2 separate regions of the Sus scrofa genome follow, and region 2 is linked to region 1. The links are chromatin contacts, called in public promoter capture Hi-C maps. All regions are on one chromosome and are shown on one strand. The core of a region is the stretch at or near the end of the contact, and the rest is flanking DNA. Distances in the headings are between cores, read along the strand shown. Region 1 holds the start of MYO5B (unconventional myosin-Vb). Region 2 holds the start of SKA1 (spindle and kinetochore-associated protein 1).

Region 1 (6,068 bases), core at 213-2,712:
AAAGCTCTGGCCAAGAATAGTATTCTCCTCAGGGATGTGATTCAGTTCAGTCAGCATGAATTCAGCTTTTGATTTGTGCCAGGTATGATGGAAGCCAGAAAGTTGGAACTGGGTTGGGGGTGGGGAGAAAGGAGGGTGACATGAACCTCAGGTTGGTCCAAGGGCCTGGCAGGATTGCTAGCATTGCCTATCTGGCAGGTGGAAAAGTGGGTCTAAAGGTTAGAATTGGATTTGAGAGTTAATATTGCAGTAAGAGATGAAATGGGGGTGTGCCTGAGAAGAAATGTGAGATCTGGGAAATGGGCCACAGCTTTATTCAGGAACCAGGAAGAGAAAGCAGAAGGTGTGGTTAGTGAGGCTGGGAAAACAAGAGAAGAAGAACGACAGAGGCTAGGGGAGGAGGTGGTTTAACAACATGGGGAGAACCAGTTACCAGCCCGTGCTTCAGAGGGAGATGGCAATTTCAATAGGATGGAGCTGAGAGGAAACCATTTTGGAGGGTATTAAAGCAGCAGCTCTTCACCTTGGCTGTCATTAGAATCATTTAGGAACTCTTAAAAACCCCTTTGCCCAGGCAGCATCCAAGACAAGTTAAATCAGAATTTCTGGGAGTGGGAGCCAAGCATTTGCTTTCGTAAAAGTGATTCTCATGCAGAAAATGTTGAAAAACAGTGAATTACAGAGGGACTGGGTGTGGGTAAGTGGAGCCAGCAGTAGAAACTACCACTTCAAGAACTTTAGTAGAAAAGGAGAACAGAGGAAAAGTCAAGAGCTAGTGGAGAGATGGGACCACGGATGGAGCATGGTGGTGGAGCAGGCAAGGACATATGGAGCAAAGGTGGGGATTGGGCCTTCCTAGCCCGAGAGGAAAGAATCTGTGGCAGGGGTGAGGACACAGGATGCCAAGCCCCACACCCCGCCTTTCTGATGGGAAGGTCTGTGATGAGGCCCCATATGTTGTATTTCTAAAAAGTTCCCAGGTGATGCTGATGGTCCTGGGTGGTGGGGCGGGGTGGGGTGGGGCTGTCACACTTTCATAACTATCAGGATACGGGGAAGGAATAAGGGGAAGGAAACTATGTAGACAGATTTTTGAGGGAGAGAGAAATGATGGAATCATTTCCTTTTTGTTCTTCCCAATGTTATGAAGAGCTTCCTTTCAGATCCAAGAAGAGTTGCCCAAGCTTTGTTCACTTCCTTTATCAACCCTGGAAATAAAATCCTTTAGAATTATGGAGGAACTTAAAACTTCAGATGCTTGGGTCTCACCCTTCAATGAATCCGAGTTCCTCAGGGTGGGGAACCCCTTCCTTGGAAGGGCTTTAAAGCTCCTCAGGTGATTCTTACTGAGGAAGCATAGTCGAGAAGGGCTGCAGGTGGATTAAATGGAGATCCTGTCTTCCAAGTGGGAGGGTCTTAAATGGGATGAGTTTAAGAATCACCTTTCAGGGAGCGGGGCTCTAGAACAATTGTTCCAGCGACATAGATGGATGCTTTGGTTGAGAGCCACTCTCAGGGGCCATCACTCATTCAGGTACAAATGCCACCTCAAAAGACCAAATGTTTCTTCCTACAGCTCCTGCGCTCCCTTTACTGCCTCCTGCCAATTAATTTCCTCTTTGGCTGAAATTTCTACTTTATGTTGCAAGCAGAAGAGGGAGTGGCGCTGCCAATGTCACTGGCAGAACCGACAAAAGTAAATCAGGTAGGCAGCGGCAGAGGGACTGAGAGTGCGTGTGAGAGAGAGCGGAGAAAATGTGAGACTTCCCAGAAAAGCAAACAATTTTCTGATGGGGGTAGGGAGCCTAGCCGCAAGCTGTGGGTGAAACTGTCAAAGTGGAGAAGACTTCAGCTCCCACCTTTCCGATCAGGATTTCAGCGCAGGCAGCTCAGTTTGGCGGAGACAATCTTTGGTATATCCAAATCACCCTAATCTACGACATAACGATTTTTAATGATGCAGGTATTGAATGTAGCCCCGTAAATCCAGAGGAAAATGTATGGAGTCTTTCAGCTGCAAGCATTTCTCCTTTTTATTCCTCTTCTCCCTTCTCGGATACTTCCACCTCTTTTTTTTCTGATCTGCACCGGATCCCCGCCCACCGCAGGTGCCCGGACCCGGAGCGCACCTGTCCGGAGCGCGCCGGGCGTCCAGCAGGGGGCAGTCGGCGCCGGCTCCTTGCGCGGCCCCGCCCCCGGCCAGGAGGACCCCTCTGCGGCGGGGGCGCGAGAGGGCGCGGCGGGTTCGGCCCGGGCAGGGCTCAAAGGCGGCGGCGGCAGTGCGTCCGCCGCCCGCTCGGACGCGCGCCCGCCCTCTCCCTTCTCGGCCGCCCCCCTCGCCCGCGCCGCCTCCCATACCTGAGCCGGGAGCGGCGCTGCGCGGCCTCCTCCCCCGCCCGCCCGGTCGCCACTCCTGCCCGGCCGCCGCTGCGCCGCCACTGCCGCGGGAGTAAAGGTCGCGCCGGCAGAGAGCGAGCCGGCTGCGGCGCCTCCAGGAAGCCGGCGGGGCAGGTTGGAGAAAAGGGGAAAGAACCGAGAAACTCTCGAACAGCCCAGGAAGATGGCGCCAGGAGGGCCGGCCATGGACTGAGAGCCGCTGGGGCCGCGAAGAGCCGGACCCGCCCCCCATTGGGGCACGAGCGAGGGCAGCCCGCCAGGCACCGAGCTCGAGCCCGGGCCCGGCCCGGCCTGCGGGGTCATGTCGGTCAGTGAGCTCTACAGCCAGGTGAGTGCGGGCCGCCTCGGGCCCGGGGCACAGGTGAGGGCTGAGGGGAGGGCGGTCCTCGGGGGCGCCTTCTCCTGCGGCTCGGCGGGTAGGGGCGGCGGTGGACGCCTCTCAGCCTGCCCCCTCGCCGCCGCCTCCGCGCCCCGAACTTCGGGAGGCAGAGAAAGTTTGGCTGTTCCGGGAGCGCCCCGCGCTGACCGCCCGCGGCTCCCACCCCTGGCAGGCTCCCTGACTCGGTGCGGTTGCTGTTCTCGCCCCAGCTCAGTCCGGTCGAGGTCCCGATACCTTAGGAGCGACCCCACCAGTTCGGAGCCTCCGGCACTAGCACAGCCCCCCACGGTGCTCCCCTGCTCGTGGACCCCACATCGGGGCTCTGCATCGTGGGCTCCCAAGGGCGACCCTCGCGTGCCATTAAGGGGGATCCCTCAACTTGGGGGGTGTTCCTACATTTGGGAGTGGGGAGAGGGGGGACCCAACCTGGTGTGAGAGGCGCGGCGGCTGGGGTGGGTGGGTAAGCGGTGGGTGGAGGATGCTCCAGGGAGTTCCCGGGGAGGTGCATTCTCACTGTGCCAAGGATGGGCATTTTGAAGCGGGCGCTCGGCGGGGGGCACTTGGTGGGCTTCAGTCATTTCGGGGAAGGAATCGGAGTAATGCTGACGCGGGGGTGGAGTGTGGATTTACACGATGCTCTCAAGGTCAGAATGGATGTGTGTGGGGTTTGGTCCTCAAGAGTCGGGAACAGGTGCGGCCGGGCGGAGAAGCCCCGGTTCCGCAGCAGTTGCTTTGATTAAAGTTAGAGGCCAGCCACCGCTTCCTGAGCGCCCTCCGCGGAGCGGCAGTCGTCTGGACCCCTTCGGGTTTCAACTTGGCGCGGGGTGAGGGGTGGGAGTGGGGGTGTGAGAGGGGCAGAGGCCTTTCAGTACGAACCCCTCCCCTCTCAAAAAATAAAAAATAAAAAAAGTTTTGCCTGTTGTGACACCTAGGCTGCAGGCTTATCTTCTCTGTGGCCGGGACACATTTGACAGTGCCTCGCACCCACCTTTCTGCATGCAGAGGGGTGCGTGGTGTACGCTTGGGGTGTGTGTGTGATCCAAAGGACCAAGGCCCCTGGCCAGCAGGTCTGGGCGGGGAGCAAGAGCTACTTCCGCATCCTCACCTGGCAACTGCTCGCAGCTGCCCTGCGCGTGGGCGAGCCCTTCAGCTTTGTGGACTGGCCACCCATTTTCATTTGAAGAATTTTCTAATCCCTTCTTCCTCTTGGAGGGGGACAAGGCCCAGTTGGGATGACAGGAGATGGCAGTAGAGGGTGTAACCTGGCTGGGGGCGGAGTCTCAGCAACTTTGGCTACGTGCTCCTCCCCCATCTAGGTCCCCTGATGAATGACGGCTTCTAGGAGGAAAGGGTGTGAGGTTTGAGCCAGCAGGTGAAATCTCTGGCGTTTCTGGCTTTGGAAGGGCACCCCGCCTAGTTTCCCGTGGGAGTCTTGGGCGGTCAACTTTCAGTTCTTTTCCTGAAGTGGGTTGTCCTGAACCTTGACGGGAGGCTGGAAACCAATGAGGCAGGGAAAAATCTGGAGTATAAAGTGCTGAAGCTTAGTTAGGTTAAAGTGCATGAAAATACCATTTGTACTCCCAAGTAGAATGAGAGCCTCAACTGAGCATAGGTGCACCAAACATAATCATAAAGTCCTTTATCAGACAATAACTCATTTCTGTATTATGTGTAGCTAATGAACAATTGAATAACCCTCGACTATTGGAGCCCTGATTTTGAAAAACAAGAACATTGGGTTGCTTTTAAACACAGCTCTCTGGGAAAACAATTTGGTTTTTAGTTACAGAAGTGAGTATATTGCGTGTAAATGATTAGGGATGATGAGTTAGTGGGAGTCTGAGCTAAATTTCCAGTATACTTTTTCCTGACGCGGATATAGAGACACAAATATTTAAGAAGGAAAAGGTCTTGGGAGGGTGGACAAAATGTTTAGGGAAAAAGCTTGGTTGGTGTGAGGGTTTGGCATTCTTAATCCAAAAGGAGCCTTAAAATTTTTCCTCTAGGGCTGGGGACTGCACTTCATTCTGTTAATGGGTTGCTATTTCTTAACAGTTCTAGGTTTATGAATCTCAAATTGAGATTTTTTTTCGGTGGCCCACGCAGTAGCTTCCAGATTGCATCTTGAACAGTTGTTACTTTTTCTGGCAGAGTTGAAGACACTTAAGTTTTACTATGGGAAGCAGTTGTGTTGTTTTCTAACCGCTATCGTCCCACTTGCTAGGCTGGATTCTCAGTGTGCATATGCATCATAAATAATACAGAGAGATCGTGCCTGCCACTCAGATTCACTTGGTTTCTTGGGAGAGATGATTTGTTCATTTTAGCATATTATCAAAATAGCCAATGTTCCCTTTTATTTTTAACCTGCCAGTGGGCTTTTCTAATGTGATGAACACTAGATCCAGGCATGCACTTTAATGTATTATGCATGATGGAAATAATGAAATATTATGCCAACAGCCTTTATGAGTGGGATGGAAATTTTAAAGCCCTTTATTGATTGTATCTGTTGCTTGAGTGACATGGCAGGAAGATGTTATTGGAATGAGACACTTATTTAAGTGTATAAATTAGCCTGCAAGTAGTATAGTTTCAGGTAAGAACTTAATATATTAAGTCTATTTCCAGTTACTCAAGAAAAAACTTTTCTTTTTTCCCCTTCTTCCAGGTTACTGTTTTCTTGCTCTTCTCTTTGTTCTTTTCAACTGGAGGCCCATATATATATTTGGAGTTGATTTTAGTCATTGGCAAAGGGCACTTCCCATCACAAAGGCACTCATGTGTTCAGAAGACTCAACACCTTGCCTTTGAGAAATTGCTTTCTTTGCACTGAGGTTTTTCTCAATGGGAAAAGAGACTCAGATCAGTGCCAGGTGCTTTGAGGGTGATGTCAAGGTGAGTCAACCTCATCCGCCTCTACAGAAAAGGAGAGCTGACGCTGGGCGTCACAGGTGGCACCTATGTGGTGAGTGTTAGAACTTTGTTTCCAGCCTACGGGAAAACACAGTATTGTATGAACCAAATTAGCCCAGGTCTCAGGAAGATGCCCAAACATGGGCAAGCACAGCAAGTATGATTTGAGTTGTGATAATTGCAGAAGATAGTCTGATTTTTAAAAACTTTAAGTTTTACTGATGTATAGTTGATTTACATGGTTATGATAAGTTCTGCTCTGCAACAAAGTGATTCAGTCATATATATACATGTATCCATTCTCTTTCAGATTCTTTTCCCACCTAGATTATTGCAGAATATTGGGTAGAGTTCTCTGTGTTACACAGCAGGTCTC
Region 2 (6,976 bases), core at 2,806-5,305, 170 kb before region 1:
CATTGCCATGGCTGTGGTGTGGGCCAGCAGCTGCAGCTCCAATTCCACCCCTAGCCTAGGAACTTCCATATGTCACAGGTACAGCTCAAATAGACCAAAAAAAAAAAAAAAAGTTTTACAGCTTTGTTTGCTGACTTGTAGTAGAATAATCAACTAAGCAAATTCACCACTTTTTTTAATTACCTATTTTTAAATTCACTTTAATTTTATTATCTCATTTTTAATTTTTATTACTCAATGAATTTTATTAAATTCATAGTCATACAAAGCTTATTACAATCAAATTTTATAGTGTTTCCATCCCATACCCCTAGTGCATCCCCTAAACTGTCTAATTTTGAAACCATAAATATTTCAAGGTCTGTAATTCACTATTTTTAAACTTTTGTTTTATCTTTTTTCAGGGCCGCACCCACGGCATATGGGAGTTCCCAGGCTAGGGGTCGAATCAGAGCTGCAGCCACCAGCCTACGCCACAGCAGTGCCAGATCCAAGCCATGTCTGCTACCTACATCACAGCCCTCGGCAACACTGGATCTTTAGCCCACTAAGCCACGCCAGGGATCAAACCTGCATCCTCAAATCCTCATGGATACTAGTCAGGTTCATTACCACTGAGCCACAACAGGAACTCCTAATTCACTCCTTTTTTTTTTTTTTCCCGTTTGTCTATTTAGGGCCACACCTGTGGCACATGGAGGTTCCCAGGCTAGGGGTCTAATCGAGAGCTGTAGCTGCCAGCCTATGCCACAGCCCCAACAACTAAGGATCCGAGCCTCATCTGCAACTTGGATCACAGCTCACGGCAATGCCGGATCCTTAACCCACTGAACAAGGCTAGGGATCAAACCCACATCCTCATGGATACTAGTTGGTTTCATTAACCACTGAGCCATGACAGTAACTCCTAATTCACTACTTTTGATAGTAGTAATCTAGCATGTGACAGCAGTGAAAGTGGCAAACAAATTACTTCACTTTCCTAAACAGGCTTTGGAAACAAAGTATTCTCCCCAAGTACAAATGATGGCTACCCAGTATTCAGTAATCTAATAGGTTAGATTCCTTTGCCAGGCCTCATGCTTTGATGGGGTGATTTGGATTCAGGGTTTGATAGTTTCATAGATCTCTAAATTATATCTATCGAACAGTAATCTTGTCTTCAGTAAGAGAATCTAAACAAGACTACTTATTAAAAATCTAAATGTCCTATTTAGGTTATTCAGTCAAAGTGGCATAGCAGTAGCCAAGTTCTACACTGGGAATCCGAATACAAAAACCACAGTCCCAACCAACTACCCATCAGCTGGGGGAACCTGGACAAGTCACCTGACTTCTAAGCCTCCGTTTCCTCATTTACACACCAGGTGCCTTGAAAAGATGAACCCACCACCCTTTGGGCTTTTTATTGACTCCCTCAGCCCCAAACTGTAAAACAGATGATGCTCTTTATTAGTGGTTCACAACAAGAGAAGGAAAATATCAAAGTCTCAGGAGGACATCTAAAATTTGAAAGGACATACCAACATTATAATTTCATATTGGAATTTTTTAATATTATCAATTCTTAATACAAACTACAATAAAAGTTCAACAGCATCTTCCCAGCAGATGGAATTCCACTGATCAATAAATCTTTTTTTTTTTTTAGGGTCGCACCCTCCACATACAGAAATTCCCCAACCAGGGGTTGAATTAGAGCTGCAGCGGCCAGCCTATACCACAGCTCACAGCAACATGAGATCCTTAACCCACTTAGCAAGGCCAGGGATTGAACCTGCATTCTCATGGATATATTCAGGCTCATTACCACTGAGCCACAATGGGAACTACCGAATCAATAAATCTTTAGCTCTCCTAGGTAGGGTTATAGCATTTTTGTAAATGCTATTTTTCTAGATTTTACAAGTATTCTCTATTTTTTTTTTTTTTTCGTCTTTTTAGGGCTGTACCCGCAGCATATGGAGGTTCCAGGATAGGGGTCAAATCAGAGCTGCAGCCACCGACCTATGCCACAGCCACAGCAGTACCAGATCTGAGCCATGTCTGCTATCTACACCATAGCCCTTGGCAACACTGGATTCTTAACCCACTGAGCAAGGCCAGGGATCGAACCTGCGTCCTCATGGATCCTAGTCAGATTTGCCTCTGCCGAGCCATGACGTCAACTTGTGGATCCTCTATTTTTCTGCACTTCCATGACCTTATCCACTTTCAGCTCTTCAAAATATTTTGGGATATGGTTACAACCTCCAGATTTCTGGATGTGTAAAAAACTGATTTCATTTTCATTTAGTTATTTCTTAGGGATATAAATTGCTAAGTTTCCTCCAAAGCAGGCTGTAAGATGGGCTATGGGCTAATTCTACCTCTGTGGGTCTTTCCTACTTTTGATTTTCTTTGCCTTTTAGTAGCTCTATTTGCCTCCAGAACTAGAAAAATGCTACAGAACCTTCAAATCTTACTATTCTGCCTTGTGTGTGTCTCAGAAAAGCATTAAGTAAATAAATGTAATTAATAGAAAATTCACTGTTCAATGGAACCTGCATTTTAGTATCCACTGTAATATTCACAATACCAATGCTGGAGTGTTTTAAAAATCATTATTAGAAACTTAAAATCACCTAACATATCAGGTATATCACTCAAAGTGGCACAATAATCAAAATGCATTTATTATGTACAAAGCCAGTGGAATCTGTTTTACTTACCACAATTTCTTAACGACAGAGTTTTTTTAATATTGCCAATTTTTTCATTAATATGTGAGCACAGTTGTTCCAGATCTGACAAGGCCATCCTTTAAGCCGCTGAAGAAAAAAAACATATTTATTAAAAAAAAAAAAAAAAAAAAAAGCCAGACAAATTTCAGTTCACTTTCAAAAAAATCCAAGAATGGGAGTTCCCTTTGTGGCGCAGTAGAAACGAATCCGACTAGGAACCATGAGGTTCAGGTATGATCCCTGGCACTGCTCAGTGGGTTGAAGATCCCGCGTTGCTTGGGCTGTGGTGAAGCCCGGCAGCTGTAGCTCCCATTAGACCCCTAGCATGGGAACCTCCATATGCTGTGGGTACGGCCCTAAAAAGACCAAAAAAAAAAAGAGAGAGAGAGAGAGAGAAACTCCAAGAATGGTAAATATCCAGTAAGATACTTCTCGGAAAGAATATAGGAATTCCTGATGTGGTGCAGTGAGTTAAGGATCCAGCTGCGGCTGAGTGGATCCCTGGCCCAGGAAATTCCATATGACACTGGAGCGGCCAAAAAAGGGGGGTTGGGGGGAGAAAGTACAAAAACTCAACAGCAATTTCTTTGTTGTGAGCCACACGGGAAGTCCAACAGCAATTTCTTTCAATTCTATAAAATTCAGTTTCTAACCAAAGTCCAGTATTGACTTGTCCTAGAACCTTCTGTAGTTAATGTCCTACAAATCGGGGTCCAGGCGATAAGCGTGCATCATTTCCTTAAGGATTTAGAGGAACAAATGCACTATGTATATATAAAGTATTGGTAATTTATTTTTTTTAATGTTTTCTGTAAAAACTCAAAATACATAAAAATCTTAAAGAATTCTAAGTTCAAAGAAACAGGTCCAAGTAAACATTTCTGCTATGCTGTGGGGGTGGGAACTTTACTATTTAGGGTAAAGAGACGAGGGAGGGGAAGGAAAGAAATCAGGTACTATCTATCCGCTCACTCCGAGGATAGCTGACAAGTCTGCAGCATCCCCCCCAGCTCACCCAGCGAGGTAAAGTGAAGCTCTGCTCCTCCGCCCAACCCGGTCCGGCCCCGCGCGCCCCCCCCTCCGTCCGAACAATGCCTTCCGCCCGCTTTCCGAGGGCAAGATCTTCAACTCTAGGCTCCAACCTAGCGCGGGTCCCGCAGCGAAGAGCCCACCTACAGCGGTCGCGAAGCGTGTAGACCACTCCAGTCTCGGCCGGAAGTCCAGAATCGCGAGACTCAACTCCCGGAGCGAAATTCAAACTACCCGCCGGGACCCGGAGTCGCGCAAGCGCACTTCAGGGCTCTCGGACAGCGAGCTGAGGCGCGCCAAGCATTTCCGTGTTTATCCTGGGCCAAAGCTGGGCGGCGGCGGGGGCGAAGCGGGCAAAAGCTCAGCTGAGTCCGCTTTGGCGAGAAACAGAGCTAGGACGCCTGCCCTTCCTACTCCGTGCGGTAGCAGGTGATCTCAGTTGATCACCCACTCCTGACCTTGCTCCAGCCAGGAGTCAGTCGTTGTGGGAATCAAATCGCGAGCTGAAACAGCGGGTCTCCAAATTGGCTGCAAGTTAGAATCACCGGGGCAGTTTTTACAAATTCCAGTGCCTAAGCCGTACCCCAAATCAGTGAATTCACTCTGTTAGTGGGGTCCAAACCTTAATATTAAAAACAAACAAACAAAAACCCCAGCTAATTCCAAAAAGCAGCCAAGTTTGTGAGCTATAAGGCAGAGAGACTCTCTGCCTTCGTGGAGTTTACAGCTTCCGTAAGGGCGAATGCAAATTTAAAACGAGAAAAAAGTTTAGTTCTCCCTGTTGAAAAAAAGGGGAAATCATCCCAGGCCTGGTGTGGCAGTTCCACCATCATCAAGGATCCAGGATCCTTCCTTCTTTAGGCGCCACGGTCCCTGACATCACGCATTCTGGCGTTATGGTTGCTTGTGGTGCAAGATAATTGCCAGTTCCTTTCTCAGTTTTTTTTGTTTTGTTTTGTTTTTTGTCTTTTCTTGGGCCACTCCTGAGGCAGATGGAGGTTCCCAGGCTAGGGGTCTAATCGGAGCTGTAGCTGCCAGCCTACGCCAGAGCCACGTCTGCGACCTACACCACAGCTCACGGAAACGCCGGATGGTTAACCCACTGAGCAAGGGCAGGGATCGAACAGCAACCTCATGCTTCCTAGTCGGATTCGTTAACCACTGCGCCACGATGGGAACTCCCTTTCTCAGTTCTTTAAGAGGCAATGGTAACAAACAGGCTCACTTACTACCTGAAACAGCAACTTTAAAGAATTTTCTTGGAAACCACACCCAACGGCTTCTTTCCGCTTTCTACTGGTCACTCACATTTGCAAGTGAGACTAGAAAAAAAAATGATTAAACTTTTTTTGGATCTGGACAGTTACATTGCATCCTCAACAACATAGGAGTTCTTTTGGAAAGGGAGAATGAGAGAGCATAGGTGAATAGCTCCCTTGGCCATTTCTCCTTGTTTTTACGTTTCTTATTATGAGAGTTCTCCTGTGGCGCAACGGATCGCTGGAAGCGCTAGTTTCGGACCTGCACCTTGAAGGGCACCAGGCACAGGAGGTTAAGGATCTGGAGTTGCAGCAGTTGTGGCCCTAACCCTGGAAACTCCATAAGTTGCAGGGCTGCCAAAAACAAACAAACCTCTTTTATTATGGAAAATTTCAAACATTTGGTGTTAGAATTGTCCAAAGAACCCCCTCCTCAACTCATCATCCAGCTTTAACCATTGTTAATTTATCACAATGTTGTTTCATCTATTCCTCCTCTCATCACACCCCTTGCATACTGGAGTATCTTGAAGCAAATCTCAAACAGCATACTTTTTTCTTTTCTGTTCTTTTTTGTTTTGTTGTTCTTTGTTTTTTGGCCTCACCCAAGGCATGGGGAAGTTCCCGGGCCAGGGATCCAATCTGTGCCACTGCAGTGACCTGAGCCACAGCAGCGGCAACCCCAGATCCTTAACCACTAGGCCACCAGGGAATACCCTCAAACATTTTATCTTTTCATCCAAAAACCTTCCCATATCTACCTCCTAAAGATAGAAACTTTTTTAAAGTTGTTTATTTTAAAAACTGTTGGTTTGTTTGAATTAGAATCCAAACAAGATTTACACATTGTTATTTGGTTGATACATTTTTTAAATCTCTTTCAATCTCAACACAAAGCCTTTCATTGTAGGACTAAATGTCAGGCTTAAAATGTCAATATTCTATGAAAAACAATGTAACAGAAATTCACCCTGCAGCATCCAGGACAAACATTATCAGCTTATCTCCCAGGAGAAAATAAGTAGGGAGAAGAAAGTATAAAGGCACTGAATACAAGAGGAGAGGTGGGGAAATGGAGAAAAAATATGAATTGAGCAATTGGATCACACTGCTACTTCTTTCTGGAACTGGTTTACTTGGCAGGACTCCTTGAGTTGCAATGACAGAAATTCAATCCAAACTGATTTAAGCAAGAAAAAAAAAAAGACTATTTGGCTTATAAAACTGTATAATTGTGTGTGTGTGTGTGTGTGTGTGTGTGTGTGTGTGTGTGTGTTTGGTTATAGCTGAACCCAGGTACTCAAACACACTGTTAAGAAAGCCATCTCCATCTCTCAGTTATGTGTTTTCTGTGTTGCTTCCATCCTCAGGCAGCCTTTCCCCTATGGTTGTCTCTTCAGAGGTGTACATTCAGTCTCCAGCCTTTCACAGTGGGTTTTAAGGATCCAGAGTTGCCACAGTTGCAGCATAGATCGCAGCTATGGCTAGGATTCCATCCCTGGCCTGGGAAATTCCACATGCTGTGATGTGGGAAAAAAGAAAAAGGAGGTAAGATAAGAGAACTGGCTGCCTAGTGAGGGGGAGAGACCAGGACAGGAATGAAAAAGAAGAGAGGTATTAATAGAGCAGATTTGTAAGACACAATATCTCCAGTTTTTCCAATTAGACATGGTGTTTTAGCACTTTTTTTTTTTTTTTTTTTTTGCCATATGCTTAGTTCACACCAAGGAAAAGAATAACCATACTGTATCATTCAAGATTCCAGCAAGAATCAGAAGGAAAACTCAAACTGGATAATTGGGGAATTTAATAAAAGGGCTACCTGCAGTGTGTAGGCTGATTGTGAAGGGAACACGTGATGGTGAGTTTCCTCAGGGTTCATGACCTCAGGGTGCAGTTATTATCTCTAAGCTCAAAAACTTATGGTCATGGGAGCCTAGGGATGCAGCTCTGTGGGAGGGGCCA

The links. Promoter capture Hi-C pulls out the DNA fragments that hold promoters and counts their contacts.
Region 2: a promoter capture Hi-C map of liver shows a contact between it and region 1, with 4 times the contacts expected there. The contact joins the promoter of SKA1 here to the promoter of MYO5B in region 1. A contact is called at or near these places in 1 of 5 promoter capture datasets (liver) and 2 of 47 Hi-C or Micro-C datasets (embryonic fibroblasts and skeletal muscle).

What each region holds. Positions count from the first base shown.
Region 1 is chr1:99,806,328-99,812,395 of Sscrofa11.1, reverse strand. It overlaps MYO5B (unconventional myosin-Vb), which reads left to right and starts at 1,462. Exons shown (of 39, transcript XM_021093027.1): 1 at 1,462-1,534. The coding sequence starts at 1,487.
Region 2 is chr1:99,973,433-99,980,408 of Sscrofa11.1, reverse strand. SKA1 (spindle and kinetochore-associated protein 1) reads right to left here and starts at 4,055. Exons shown (of 7, transcript XM_005654425.3): 1 at 3,866-4,055; 2 at 2,712-2,810. The coding sequence starts at 2,799.